Linked DNA regions of Mus musculus: all the other regions are linked to region 1. A link is a contact called in public promoter capture Hi-C data. All regions are on one chromosome and are shown on one strand. The core of a region is the stretch at or near the end of the contact, and the rest is flanking DNA. Distances in the headings are between cores, read along the strand shown.

What was found. Promoter capture Hi-C pulls out the DNA fragments that hold promoters and counts their contacts.
Region 2: a promoter capture Hi-C map of stem cell-derived epiblast-like cells shows a contact between it and region 1, with 2.6 times the contacts expected there. The contact joins the promoter of Car15 here to the promoter of Smpd4 in region 1. A contact is called at or near these places in 15 of 39 promoter capture datasets (the 3T3-L1 cell line, the C10 cell line, the HPC-7 cell line and 10 more), 1 of 15 datasets of contacts at CTCF or cohesin (the NIH/3T3 cell line), 1 of 484 Hi-C or Micro-C datasets (the HPC-7 cell line) and 3 of 9 other capture datasets (adipose tissue, embryonic stem cells and pancreatic islet).
Region 3: a contact with region 1 is called in a promoter capture Hi-C map of neural stem cells. The contact joins the enhancer-like site here to the promoter of Smpd4 in region 1. A contact is called at or near these places in 10 of 39 promoter capture datasets (the 3T3-L1 cell line, the C10 cell line, the SN4741 cell line and 7 more), 1 of 15 datasets of contacts at CTCF or cohesin (pro-B cells), 10 of 484 Hi-C or Micro-C datasets (B cells, the C2C12 cell line, Sertoli cells and 5 more), 4 of 115 datasets of contacts at active chromatin or transcription factors (the SCID.adh cell line, bone marrow-derived macrophages and embryonic stem cells) and 4 of 9 other capture datasets (adipose tissue, liver, macrophages and 1 more).

The regions. Positions count from the first base shown.
Region 1 is chr16:17,616,629-17,621,375 of GRCm38.p6, forward strand. Smpd4 (sphingomyelin phosphodiesterase 4) reads left to right here and starts at 2,726. Exons shown (of 19, transcript NM_001164610.1): 1 at 2,726-2,806.
Region 2 is chr16:17,835,950-17,840,696 of GRCm38.p6, forward strand. Car15 (carbonic anhydrase 15) reads right to left here and starts at 2,237. Exons shown (of 8, transcript NM_030558.2): 1 at 2,092-2,237; 2 at 1,882-1,917; 3 at 1,352-1,522; 4 at 769-929; 5 at 594-686; 6 at 1-9. The coding sequence starts at 2,158. It overlaps Dgcr2 (DiGeorge syndrome critical region gene 2), which reads right to left. Exons shown (of 10, transcript NM_010048.3): 10 at 4,406-4,747.
Region 3 is chr16:17,476,281-17,481,027 of GRCm38.p6, forward strand. All of the region lies in intron 2 of Crkl (v-crk avian sarcoma virus CT10 oncogene homolog-like), which reads left to right. Among named protein-coding and RNA genes, the nearest start is that of Aifm3, 13 kb to the right of the region's middle. Within about 2 kb of position 2,416, at least 16 of the 459 cell types and tissues checked have an H3K27ac peak or open chromatin away from gene starts, as enhancers often do. A contact at or near this core is called in the SCID.adh cell line and neural stem cells, where this site is marked.

The sequences.
Region 1 (4,747 bases), core at 1,476-3,975:
TTTGCTCTTTGTCTTCTGGCCTTGAGACAGGGTCTCTCTCTGAACTAGAAGCTCACCATTGCAGTCATGCTGCTGGACCAGTAAGTTCTCAGCATCCATCTGTCTCTGCCCTGAAGTGCTGGGATTGTTTACAGGCATGCAAAGCTCCTCACACAGGTCAGGAATTCAAATTAGTTCCCCATTACAATGTTACCCATGGAACGATCTCAGGCTCCACTACTCTATACTTCTAAGGTCTCCCCTTTCTCTGCTATAAGAAAGAGCAAAGTGAAACCTTCACAGCTAAGCATGGAGCTATTCTGCAACCTCAGGTCTCTATTCTGTCCCAAGGCAGTCAGGTGGCTCTAGTACTGCAATTCATATAATAGAAATATAGGAGGTGTGTAGCCTGACCTGCTGTGTGGGTAGGAGCTGGACCTGGGCCTGGGAGAGGTACAGGTAAGGGGTTGCCTGCCCTGTTCTCAGAGTGCTGTCCTGAAGATGTAATGTCAGGGCAAGGACCAAAGTCCTCTTTATTCCTATGGCTGTAGAAGAAGGCATGATGAAGAGGTGGGGAGGAGTTAGGCAAACAGACCCTAGTCTGTTTGGACCAGTCCTTGATCCAACAGTACACTCCCTGAGGCGAGGCCAACTAGAGCCCCAGAAGGTAGATGGGTTTGCAGACCCAGGGTGGAGACCCACAGATAGGCTCGCCTATACATGCTGAGTTGAACTGCAACCCCCTAGCCACAGCCAGGAAGGAGCAAAAGGCTTACCTCTGACCTCAGGTCCCTGATGTAGGCAGAGACATGGACACAAAGTCATTAGCTGCTACTGAGCACACACGTCAGGAAGGAGGCGAGGGGAGCCAGGGTAAGATTCAGCAAGTCTGCCAAAAACAAATGCAGTATTCAGTGAGTCCTGTGGCATTCAGGGCAGACCTGTTCCAAGACTTGTCCAAGACTTGTCCACTGTGGCTATCTGGGTCATGGTCCTGAAAACCTAGCCTTTAATCCCATCACCCTGAAGGCAGAGTTTGAAGCCTGCCTGGTCTACATAGTGAGTTCCAGAAAAGAAACAAAACAAAACCCATAAAACAACAACACCAAAACAAAACAACAACAACAAAAATAAAGTGGGGAGCTGGGTGGTGGTGGCACATGCCTTTAATCCCAGTACTCGGGAGGCAGAGGCAGGCAGATTTCTGACTTCGAGGCCAGCCTGGTCTACAGAGTGAGTTCCAGGACAGCCAGGGCTACACAGAGAAACCCTGTCTCGAAAAAACAAAAAAGAAAAAGAAAAGGAAAGGTATGGGAACAGAAAAATAAATATAAATATTTGGGACAAGAGAGGAAGAGAGAGAGAGAGAGAGAGAGAGAGAGAGAGAGAGAGAGAACATGGACAGAGTATGTATCGTGCTGTGGTGGGGCTTTTTCAGAGTAGCAGATGAGATTTGGAAGAGTTCCAAAGCAGGCGTGTCTGCAGGGACTTGCAACCTGCCCAAGTCCATGCAGCCCATCTCCTTGGTGCTCAGCACCTTTTTCCCTTCATGCCCAGCTTTTGCAGCGTGGCCTCCCCCAGACCTGTGAAAGCCCTGAGTCTAGCCTCTGTCAGTCGAGCACCCTGAAAAAGGTGAGTGTTGGGCCCGCGTACCTCCTCCACTTCCCTCTCCCGCCTCTTCCCCTGACCACCACTCCCCACCCCAATTCCCTTCCACCCTGCAGAATTCGCTGCAGTCTAGCAGGTGAGGAGCCTCCACAGCGCCAGCTACTGGCCACCTCTTTCCTTGCCAGGCCCTGCAGCTCCCAGTCTGTAGCGGCTCCAACAACCCAGGGCAAGCATCCCGAGAGGTTTTTACATACTTGCTTGACTTGTTCTGAGTGCTTAATGTGAATAGGGCAGTATGTTAGCCATGGGAATGGTGTGGTGGAAAGCTGTCCGCTGCCTGACGATCAGATCCCTGATAGACGGATTTAGGTAGCAGCACCCAGAACCGTGCCTGGCATATGCTGGGTACTTGGTAAATCCTGTTGGATGATGGGTATTTAGGATTGCATGTACTTATCTATTTTGTGCAGGTTTCTTCCTTGAAGCACTCTTTAAGGGCTCTAAAAAAACAACTTTTAAAATTTTTATTAGCTTAAGAAGTATGAGGATTTTTGTTTTGTTTTCGAGACAGGGTTTATGTAGCCCTGATTGTCCTAGAACTCACCCTGAAGACCAAGCTGGCCTCAGAATCACAGAGATCTGCCTGCCTGCCTCTGCCTCCCTAGTGATGGGATTAAAGGCGTGTGCTGCCACCAACACCTGGTTTATTGGGGGTGGGGGTGTTATTTGTGTACTTGTATATTTGTTGGTTCTTAACCAGGAAGAATTCTTTCAAAGAAGTTTCAATTATTGATTGCTTGATTGTTTGTCTTTTCAAGACAGGGTTTCTCTGTGTAATCCTGGCTATCTTGAACCTCTGGCTTTGAACTCAAGAGATCTGCCTGCCTCTGCCTCCAGAACGCATGGATTAAAAGCGTGTGTCACCAGGGCAACAACCTCTTTCTAGAAACTTTTCATTTCATGTAGTCCCATTTTAATTCTCCAGGCTATTTCTGTGTCAGTGAAGTACAGTGTTGAAAAGTCTTGCCTATATCTATTTTTCTAGACGCGTATTCCTGTTGTCTTCTGTATTTCAGACCTTACTTTGATCCTCTCGGATTCCCGCCAAACTAAGGGGGCGTGGCACCCGGCGCAGCTTGATGACGACATTAGGCGCCGAGTGTCCGAATGGCGGCTCCCTTCTCTGAGAAGCTCGAGATTTGTGCTATCAGCACGGCAGGTGAGTGGCGGGAGCCGCGCGCGAGGCAGCCCAGCACCGTGCGGTTTTCTCGGGTCCCCGCCGAGGCTGGCTCCGTTCCTCCTCGAGCTGTGGGGGACTTGGGCCTCCCGACAGCTCGGCCTGTACGGGGCCGGCCGGGAGCCCAGGGCCCGGCTGCAACCTCACGCCGCTCTCCAGGGTCATGGCTTTCTGCCGCCTTCCTGCGTGGTCCTCGCAGACGGTCCGGGTAGGGGGTGGATGAACGCTCGATGTGAGAGTTGAGGGAGGGGGACTTGGAGGGAAAGTTGAACCTTGGGCTCAGCTAGCGATGTTTGGTAGTAGAACTCGTTGTGGGTTTAGGTTCTACCTTGCGACTTTCCCGAGCCTCAGTTTCCTCCTCTGTAATGTAATAGGGTAGTCTCGAAACTTTGGAGGTATAGGAAGTTGTGATCAACAAATGAGGGCACGCCGCAGCTTCTCAGAGTCAGCCGAGGGAGTTCTTGACAGTGGCGCGCTAAGCTTGGCTGGAGTTCGTAGTCATTAGAAACCTCAAAAACAGTCGCAAGCAGTTCTTGAAGAAAGTGGACTTTGAGGGGTCGACCGAAGCAAAGGCCTTCGGCACTGCATGCACGCTGGCTTCGGGCGTGGGTGACAGGGCCTAAAAGCAAGAGTATCAGTGTCGTTGCCCTATTCGTGGAATCGTGGAAAGACCTTCGTTAGACATCTCTGATTTTTCAACTGTCTGCTTCTTCTGAGGAGAGAGTTGACTTCTTGTCTCCTTTAGATCTCTGCCCTTATCGAGTAGTCCACAATTTTATGCTGCCCTGATCATTTCATGGTAGTTTGCAATGTAGGTCAGGACTGAAACATTTTCAGTTTTCCTTAACACTGAGACTGAATTAAGAATTGGAAAAAAAAAAACAAAACAAAACCCAAAACCTAAGAATTGTTTCTCTTGCCACATGGCAAAGATTGGTGGTCTTTCAAAACCACAACTGCCTTAAACTCCTACTGTCTGGCTTCTCTCCTTGCAGACTGGCATTGCCAGCTTAGCACCTTTTCTCCTGTAGTGAGCAGGGCTGAGACAGAAAAGCTATCACTAGTCCATCGGTGGCACACAGTAGGCTCTCTGCTCTTTCCAGCTCTTGATTGTTTTGTGTTTCTTACCATAGGCACTGGGAGGTAGGAAGCTGCAGGGCTATGCCTAATTTTTGGTGGTGAGTTCAAATTCTTCCTTCATAGAACTTCTTCATTTGTCGCAAGAAGCACACATTACTTGCTTCACCCTTCTCTTACAGACACGAGATTTGTAAGGAGTTTGCTAGACTCTTGGCTCTGCTGATTGCTAGGTGGGTGCTGAGAAGTCTTTTGCTGTTTTTTACCCTTGTTTCCTGATTTGCATCAGCCTTGTGGGCTGTGAAGATGTATTTCCTAGTGGTGCTTTACCTAGCCCCCTTTGTGTTTGTTTTCCCATAGTCACATAGTGACCAGTTCAGGCAGGCACTAGGGTATTAGAAGGTCCAGATCAAGACTTGCTTTAATCTTCAGGCTCTAGGGAAGAATATGATTCCAGGCTTATTCAAGATGCTGCCAGAATCCAGTTTCTTTGAGGTCTTGAATTCTTGCTAAGCTATGCTCTATGTCTTAAAGTCCACTGACATTGTACTGTAGTTGGTTCTTTTAAAGTCTCTTTAGAATAGCACTTAGATGAGTGTTTGATTGAATTGACAAGCAAGAAGAGTCTTGGGGGTTAGTCAGGAATTCTGCCTGTTGCTGGTGATTAGGTAAGGAAATAAATGAAAAGCTCTTAGTGTCATCCTGGCATCTAACAAGTGCTATAGAAGCATTATCAAGGAGTTGCCACCACAAAGCTAGTTCTGAAGCTGGCTACTGTGATCTGTATGAGTTTGCATTTTAAAAATCAAAGGAATATGTGATGTAATTTGTGCTGAGTTCAAATGT
Region 2 (4,747 bases), core at 987-3,486, 220 kb after region 1:
GTCTTCCTCCTGTGGAAGAGTTTTAAGACATTTTGATGTTCTCTACCTCCACTCCCTTTCTCTCCCCCTCACTCTCCTCCCCCGTGTGTGTGCGTGTGTGTGTGTGTGTGCGTTCATGTGTGTGTGTGTGTGTGTGTGTGTGTGAAGGTAAAATAGCTGAAAATAGCTGAAAATAGCTGGGACAGCAGTGGGAAGGGCCCAGCTGGAGGCTCTGGGAGATCTGGGGATGAAGAAGATGACCTACCATGAGGCCCAGCAACACTCCATCGCTTTGGCCCCCACCTCCTTGGTGGGGAGTTCCCTGGGCATCTGGACGTGAACTGACTGTCTTCATGGCTAGCTTCATTTATAGAGCGTCCCCTGCCACCTCCCTACATCATGTGTAGAGCCTCCTCTTCATTCACGAGGATTTGGACTCATCTGTGTATCCCATTGTTAAAGCTGCTTAGCCCATTTGTGTGCATGTGTTGGTGGGGGGCAGTGAGCTCTTCTGAGTTCTCTAAGTCTTTCAGAGCTGAAGATCCCTGGTCCCTCCACACAACTCCAAGTCCCTGTTTCTGGAAACATGTACGGGGCCACAGCCCCTTCCTCACCACCAACAGCACAGCCAGTATAGCAAACCCATCTGGTTGGCTCCGTGCATCCTCCATGCTCTGGTACTTTGTGTTCATGTGGACCATGTGCATCTAGGGGATACAGAACAAAGGTAGTGACCAGCTGCTCTCTGCTCCCTACGCCTGTCTTCCTTCTGGTCCACCCTGAACCCACCTCCATAGAGCCATGCTTCTCATCCAGGCTGTGCTCGGAGCCTTGGTGCCCTGGGCTGCCCCAGTGGAAGTGCAGCTGCAGTAGCCGGTACTCTGGTGACGGGAGCCCAGCCCCTCGGATGGCTGGGCAGTTCTGCTGACAGGAATTTACTCGAAGTAGCACTGAAGGCAGGGAGCACATGAGAGTTTTCCTCACCAGCAGACTCCCCAGGGTAGGAATAACACTGTCACTAGCAGTTTCAGTTATGAGGACCTTGACTTCTTTCCAGCATCTTGGCATCTGGACATGAACTGACTGTCCTCAGGGGTCATGGCTAGCTTCATTTATAGAGGGTCCCCTGCCACCTCCCTACATCGTGTGTAGAGCCTCCTCTGCTTTGTCCACGAGGATTTGGACTCGTCTGCGTATCCCATTTTTATAGCTGGTTAGCCCATTTGTGTTGTGTGTTGGGGGGTAGTGAGCTCTTTTGAGAAGCTGGTGTCTCAGCTCGTCTGTGGGTCCTCATCCCTGTGTATGGGTGAGGTTCCTGTAAGCTGTATGGAGTCCTGCTTCTGTGTGGCAGTCTCAACCTTATGATGCTGACCTGTGTGGCCATCGTTCTCCAGGACCCAAGGATCTTGAGGGGCTGAATCATAGCCTTGAAAGATGAAGGGCTTAAGAGTGTAGTCCCGCTGGACCAATCGAAGGTCAATGTTGATAGGGGACTGGGTTGGGCCCCCACAGGCAGGTGCTAGTTCCTTCCAGTGGGCAGGGCCTGAGAAAAGAAGGACTAGTGTCTGCAGCAGGGGTCTCAAAGGCAAGTCTGGGAGTACAACGAGGGATTCCATATACCCAGATGCCCTCCCTCTGCCCTCCACACACCTGGCTGCAGCAGCACCCATCTGACTTATAAGTCTGCAAGCATACTGGCCCACAGAGAGATAAGGTAGGAGGGTCTGGGACACGGCTGCATACTCATGCTGGGGACCATCCCAACACACACATGATCTAGCCACACCCATAGACTCACAGACCCTGACAGCAGACACACAGAATCACAGTGTCCAGTTCTTTGGAGCACAGGAGCTGACAGAGACCAGACAGATCCACATAGCCTGTTACAACTGTTCTCACCACACTTTGGGTCTTGGGAGTCGTAGCACCAGGTACCTGTAGACAGGAGGCAGGGGACCACTGTGGTTCTTTATAAAGTTCCATCTTGACCCCAGTCCAGGAATGGAGACAGGTTAGCCAGTAGAGGCTGTTCCCTTGTCAGTGCGTCTCCTCCCAAACTTGCCCCATCACTGGTAGGTAGGTGGTGTCAGGCAGAGCCTTGGTGCTCACCACTGGAGTCCACCTGTGCCGCCAGTTGTATAAGGAGGAAGCTGAGCAAGAAGTCCAGGGCCCACATGATGCTGCAGTGGCTGACTCCGGAGAACTGCAAAGTGGATGAGGAATGTACAGCCAGGCTACTTAGAAGGCTGCTCTGCATTCATTGGTAGGTGAACTAGAGGTCTGGATAAGCCCTGTGGACATGCTGAGGTGAGGCTAGAGTAGGTGGAGCCCAGGTAGAGCCACTAGGAATGGAGGTGGGCTGGAGCCTAAACTTCAGAGCTGCTGCAGCCAGTGTAACTGTTGGCATTTCTCCCGAAGGGCGTCTGGTTATTACTCTTACAGCAGTGAAAATGAGTAACAGAGACCAGGAGTGACATGCCGAAACCACCGTCAAAGAAATTAGTTCAAGAGGTGAGGGCACATTGGATCCTACTGCCCAAGACTTAGGCTAGGAGGCATGGCTGTTCTTTCTCATGCTACAAGTTTGAGATTCCAACCCGTTCCAAGTCCAGGTCCACATCAGCCTTCCTATTGATGCTCGTCTGAGGACTACCCTCCCAAAGACAAAGGTCTCAGGAGAAGCTGCAGCCCTCCTGTGGTGGGGATACTACAGTGGCTCAAGTCCCTGGCACTCTGGAGGGAAGTGTCTGTGCCTCCTTGGCTTCCTGATGTGCTTCTGCACATGGGCACCATGTCTGAGCAGGTTAGGCTGAACAATGACTACCAGGGAGTGGGCTGGAGGGCTGCCCCTCTCAGTATTCCAGTTCTCAGCATCTCTTTCCCATGGTATAGCTTAGTGGAAGAGTACTTGCTTAGCATGTCTCCTTGGATTCTCCCTCAGCACTGCTGGAGGACCAGGCTCTTCCTTGAAGAGAGGACAGGGAGGAAAGGGCAGTGTTGGCAGAGCCCCAGGCACCCTGCTTCAGATGTGTTGAGGGTAGAATGAAGCTCCTGTCCCCACCAAAGGCCTCAGCAGATCCTTCTTAACCCAACCCCTTGCCAGCCTTTGTGACAGCCTGCTGTAGTTACTGGCCCTTCTGAGTTAGGACAGTGAACTTGATTACAGCTGAAAGTCTGGTTCCTGAGTTTGACCAATAAGGGCTCTTGCATGTATGGGGTGCAAATACATAAACTCATGCACAAACACACAAAAACTATAAAAATTAAAATATTGTGTGGGGCATGGAGGTGCACACCTTTGTTGTGTGTAGTTTTAAAAAACATGCTACCACCTTGCCTGGGATTGCGGGGCGGGGGGGGGGGGGCCCGCTGCGCCACCAGCCACTCCTGGCTCCCTTTTGTTCCACCAGGCTTAGCTCCAGGATCCTCAAAACCAAGCCCTAAGCTGGCTTCCTTTTCTACCCACCTTTGCTCCAGGAGGGGATTGCATTACCAGCCCACTCCTGGGACCCTAGAATCCGAGGACAAAAGACACACACTCAGCCTTGTTACTTTAACTTGCCTGTTAAGCACAAATCTCTCCTGCCTGGGAATGCATGCCCTTTCCAATTTATTATCTCCATCTCTCCTTCCGCCCTAAACTTAGTGGCTTGTTCTATTTAGCCCCTGCCAGACATCTTTGGCAACCCGGCCACAGGCCCTCACTGCCCAGATCTTACATGGTTGCTGTGTCCCTTTTCCTCCAAAGCATGGCAGAAAAACCCTCTCTCCTTCCCTACGTCTCCTTTCCTCTTGAGATCTGGATAACACACACACACACCCCACACGCACGCAAACATTGCTATCAAGAATCCTGGTGTCTCACAGAAATGATAGTAAATGCTTTTTCTGCTTCTCACCCCCAGCAGGCTGAGTGCCATAGTGGGTGGGTGTAACCCCCTCTTTTCAGGAGAGGCCTCAGCCCAAGGCAATAGGCTATGCAAGTCTTTAGCATCTTAGGACTTCTGGAAAGACAAGATCATCCAATTTTTTATAGATTGAAATCTTCTCAGAGGACTCAAGCCTTTCCAGCCCTGTAGGAAAAGGCATTGAACAGCCCAGTCCTGGGTGTAAGTTGCCAATCGCTACCCTCCAAGCTGCAGCTCCTGCTGGAAGGAGCTGCTTACAGCCACCTGGATGGTCAGAGATGAAGTCCAGCGCCCTCCCTGCACTGGACACTAGTAACGGGGATATACCAGCCCTGGCATTGACTGTAGTGTAACTTCAGAGGAGTGTGGCCCCTTGCCATGCACCCTCCAGAGGCTCCAAGCTCAGCCATCTGGTCCTCAACCAAGGGGTGTCAGAAGCCAACTGGATGCCTGTAAGGGCTGAAAACTTAGGAGAGCCCTGTCGAGGGGCTGGCCACAGCAAGAACTGACCATGCTTTTTCCATAACACAAGTTTATTTGGCATTGGATGAAATGGTTCTCACAGCATCTTAAGAAAGGATCAATGCCAACCTGACCAAAAAAATACACCCAAACTAAAACCTTTAATGAAAGGAATATGTAAAAACAGGCATTGAGACAATGTACAGTATCAAATTCCACTTCAAGGCAGGTCAGAGGGCACCTGGCCTCAGAAGAGTGGCAAGGCAGTCCTGGGAAAGGGGCCTCCTAGGAGCCTGTCCCTCTGGGGCCTTGCGGGATGGGTAAAGAACACACAAACCTCATCAAATCTTGGATTTGGGATTATTCACCAGTGAGATCTGGCAGACTCCAGTGCT
Region 3 (4,747 bases), core at 1,166-3,665, 140 kb before region 1:
TCCCCCATCAATCACTAATTAAGAAAATTCCCAGGCTAGAGAGAGATGGCTCGGTGGTTAAGAGCACTGACTGCTCTTCCGAAGGTCCTGGGTTCAAATCCCAGCAACCACTTGGTGGGTCACAACCATCTGTAATGAGATCTGATGCCCTCTTCTGGTGTGTCTGAAGACAGCTACAGTATACTTACATATTATAATAATAAATAAATCTTTTTTTTTTTTTTTGGTTTTTTGAGACAGGGTTTCTCTGTATAGCCCTGGCTGTCCAGGAACTCACTTTGTTGGGCTGGAGCGAGCAGGGCCAGAGTGAGCAGAAGTTCTGAGTTCAATTCCCAGCAACCACATGATGGCTTACAACCATCTGTACAGCTACAGTGTACTCATATACATAAAATAAATAGATCTTTAAAAAAAGAAAAGAAAAGTGCCCTACAGGTTTGACTACAGCCCTATATTAGGGAGGCATTGTCTTAATTGAGGTTGCCTCCTCTCAGATGACTCAGCTTCTGTCAAGTTGACATAAGACTAGCCTGCACTCCTGGTTTATACAGTACTAGGAATCAAACCCAAGTCTTTGTGTGTGCTAAGTAATATCTTATACTATCCCCTCACAAAGCGATTTTTAAAAGAAACAGATATTTATACTAAGGTCTTCTGTGCAGCTTCTCCTCTGATATCTTTTGTTCACTAATCTCTTCTGGCATTTTGTCCAGGTTGATTTTAAGCACATCTATAGAATTTATCTATTTGGCACAAACGAAAAGACTTGACCTTGCTTAAGTCTGCCACTCTCTTCTGGTGTACTTTGTCTGTGACAGAACAGTCTTGGACCCCTACTCTGCTTGCAAGTATATTTGCCCAGGCTTCAGTCCATCCTTTTTATCTTTGGTGTCTCAGTTTTAAATTTTTTATTTTTGTTTATGTGTATTTTTGTTTTGCCTGCATGTATGTGTGTGCACCACATCTGAACCTGTTATTGGAAGAGGTCAGAAGGTGTCAGATCTTGAACTGGAGTCACAGATGGTTGTGAACTGACTGTGAGACTTGAACCTGGGTCCTTCGGAACAGCAGCCAGTGCTCTGAACCACTGTCTGATGTCTCCAGCTCATGTACTATTTATTTATTTATTTATTTATTTATTTATTTATTTATTTTTGAGACAGGATCTTATGTAGCCTAGTTGGACTTAAATTCATTGTATAACTCTTGTATAGACCTGAAGTTCTTGATCCTTCTGCCTCTGTCTACCAAGTGATGGGATTACACAAATCCACCACCATTCCAGGTTTGTCATGGTCTTTTTATGATTCTCCGTCATCTTTGAGCTGACTAGCATTCTTTTTATGGGGGGGAGGGCGGCAGGGGTTGTTATTTTGGCTTTTTGAGACAGGGTTTCTCTGTATAGCCCTGGCTGTCTTGGAACTCACTTTGTAGACCAGGCTGGCCTCGAACTCAGAAATCCACCTGCCTCTGCCTCCCCGAGTGCTGGGATCGAAGGTGTGCGCCACCACGCCCAGCTCTCACTAGCATTCTTAATGCTCTTTACTCCCACTGGAGGTCATACATGATTATATTGGAATTTCTTCTTGGATCCCCTGTGCCACCCCCTTAAAGATTCAGTTATTTAATGTGTATTTGTATGTGCTTGAATATGTGTATGTGAACCATATATGTGCAGGCATCCTCAGCAGCCAGAAGTGTTAGATCCCCTAAAGGTGGAGTTGCAGGCAGTTGAGAGCTGCCCAATGATGTGAACTCCCAATTATTTGAATTATATCTCATCGTTGAGTCCTTTGAATTAGATTTCTCAAAGCCTATTGTGCAAGTTCCTTTCACTGAATGGCTCAAATTCTCAGATTTCTATTTTGGTCAGTTGGTTTTCTTTCATTGGTTAATTCACATTAACAGTGTTGTAACTGTTTTAGACAGGGTAGTGCTATATAGCCAGGATACTCTAAATTCACTATGTCCCTCCCTCTCCTCCAGCTTTGCCTTGCATTTCTGAGGATCCTCCTGTCTCACAGCAATGTACTACCATGTGTAGCTTACAATAGCAATTTCTTCTTTACTACTTTTGCTTGCTAAGATGAAGCAGTATGCCAGGCATAATGAGATTTAGTGTGTTAGAATAATCTCACTGTCACAAAGGAACACACAAACAAGGCAGAAGCAGCTCAGCCAGCCTGGGTAAAAGACCCAGACCGGACAGGAAGTTCTCTTGGCTTTTATTTTAATGCAGATGGTGATTATAAAAGAACCACTAAGGAGGAGTCAGCCAAGTTCTGGGAGGAGGGGTTTACCACTTGGGGGAGGGTTGAGATTAAAAGATTAAAAAGTATGCATACAGACTTTGTAAGATCAGGGAAGACTTACTGAATATTGGCCCTTGGCGGCACACTATCTTTGAAGACAGAAAACCATGCCTCACAGTAGCACTGGTTACAGTGTTCAGTCTCAGAGGTAATCATAAATTGCAGTGAGTGAGTAGCCAGCAGTTTCTGGTTGGTCCTCTCCACGTGTGCATACAGAAGCACCTGACTCACCCTAGAGGGCCATACAAGGTCCTTGCACAGCTTCTCAGTATAAGGCTGCTTTCCCTCACCTCTGTCCCATCCCAGCTACGTGCAGCTTTGCCCTAAGATTCATTAGTCCTCACATTCTGAAGGACCTCTGCTGGGCTGCCGTGTGAATGTCCAGGGCCCTTATTTTTCACGAGGACTGACCAGGCTCTAATTCTTGTTTTTGAAGTAGGCCTTGCTGTGTTTTGAGTCCTAGTCAAATAGGCAGCAGTACAGGTGCCCCCGTCTTTAGACTTCTGTCTTGAATCTTTTTTTTTTAAGATTTATTTATTTATTATATGTGAGTACACTGTAGCTGTCTTCAGACACCAGAAGAGGACTTCAGATCTCATTACAGATGGTTGTGAGCCACCGTGTGGTTGTGAGGATTTGAACTCGGGACCTTTGGAAGAGTAGTCAGTGCTCTTAACCACTAAGCCATCTCTCCAGCACCCCCACCTTTTTTTCTGTCTTGAATCTTATATCAGTTCTCATTTGTAGCAGCTCATTTTTAGAAATTTTATTTTTTTCTATTTCTTTAGTGCCAGAGATGCTTTTTTCCCTTGTGATCACACTACCATGTCAAAAGTAAAAATGATCCCTGGATGTTGAAATACACTTGTAATCACAGCCTTAGAGGCTGAAGTAAGAGGATTAAAAGTTCAAGGCTAGCCTGGGTTACATGGTGTATTCTAGGCCATTCTGGGCTACATAAACATTGTGAGACATGACTGCCAAAAGAATAGGTATATCTGTTAATACAGGCTCTCAGGAACTCAGGATGGTCTCAAGATAAGCAGTCCTCCTGCATTAGCATCTTGAGTACTAGAATTAAAGGGATGGACCATCATATCCATTATTCCTCTAAAAAGGTGTCTTTAGAAAATCCTTCAGATATCAGGGAATTTAGTTCAGTGGGGAAAGTGCTTGTCTTCTTTTACTCGTGTGTGTGTGTGTGTGTGTGTGTGTGTGTGTGTGTGTGTGTGTGTGTGTGTGTGTCTAAGAACAGCTTGAAATTATTGGTGGTTCTTTCTTCTACCATGTGGGTTTTGGGGATAGTACTTGAACATGTCTGGCAAGTGTTATATCTATTAAGCCATCTTGCTACCTCAGGTTCTCCACAAGGTCTCACTTGTATAGTCCTGGCTGGCCTGGAACTCAAAAGAGATCTGCTTCTCACATTTTTGATTAAAAAAAAAACCTTTCAGTTGGTAAATCTTATCATTGACTTATAAATCAAAATTAATTGTTCTTTAAAGGATTTTGTTTGCTTGTGGAGACAGGTCACTCTGTAAAGCACTTGCTGCACTAGCGTAAAGACTTTGGTTTGTTTCTCAAAACCCATGTGAAAAGCCAAACGTGAACCAGGTGGTGGTCGAGTCATTCATGCCTTTAAACTCAGCACCCAGGAGGCAGAGGCAGGAGGATCTCCAGAGTTCCAGGACAGCCAGGGCTACACAGAGAAACCCTGTCTCGTGGGGGGGGGGGGGGGGAGGGGGGATCAGGAATGGTGGCACACATTTGTAATCCCAATACTAGGAAGAAGGAAATACTTGGATACTTGGGGCTCACTTACCAGCTAGCCTAACCTAATTGATGAGCCCTAGGTCTTAGTGAGAAACTCTATCGCAAAAATCAAGGCAGGGGCTCCTGAAGGAATGACACCCAAGATGAGCCTCGGTCCTTCGTGTATATATGTGTGTGACACACATGCATATGCATATAGACATAAATGCCAAAATGGGAGGTGGGTTTTTTTAATGTGTAAATAGGACAAGAATACTCTGAAATTGATAGGGTAATTTTTTTTTGAGTCAGTCTCACATAAACTCATAGCCCAGTCTGACCTCAAACTCTGCAGTATATTCTACTGTGTGCTGGAACCAATACTTCTGTCTTGGTGTGTGTGTGTGTGTACATCTTGAGAGGTAGGCCCATACATGCTACTGTGTACATGTGGCAGTCAGAGGACAACTTTAGAGCCAGTTCTCTTCTATCTTTTTGTGGGTTCTTAGGATTGAATTCAGGTCCCCAGGTTTGTGCAACCAGCACCCAGCCATTTTGCCAGCCCCCTGATCTATCTATCTCTCTCTCTCTCTCTCTCTCTCTCTCTCTCTCTCTCTCTCTCTCTCTCTCTCTCCATTGTTGCTGACTTCAGACACACCAGAAGAGGGCATCAGAACCCATTA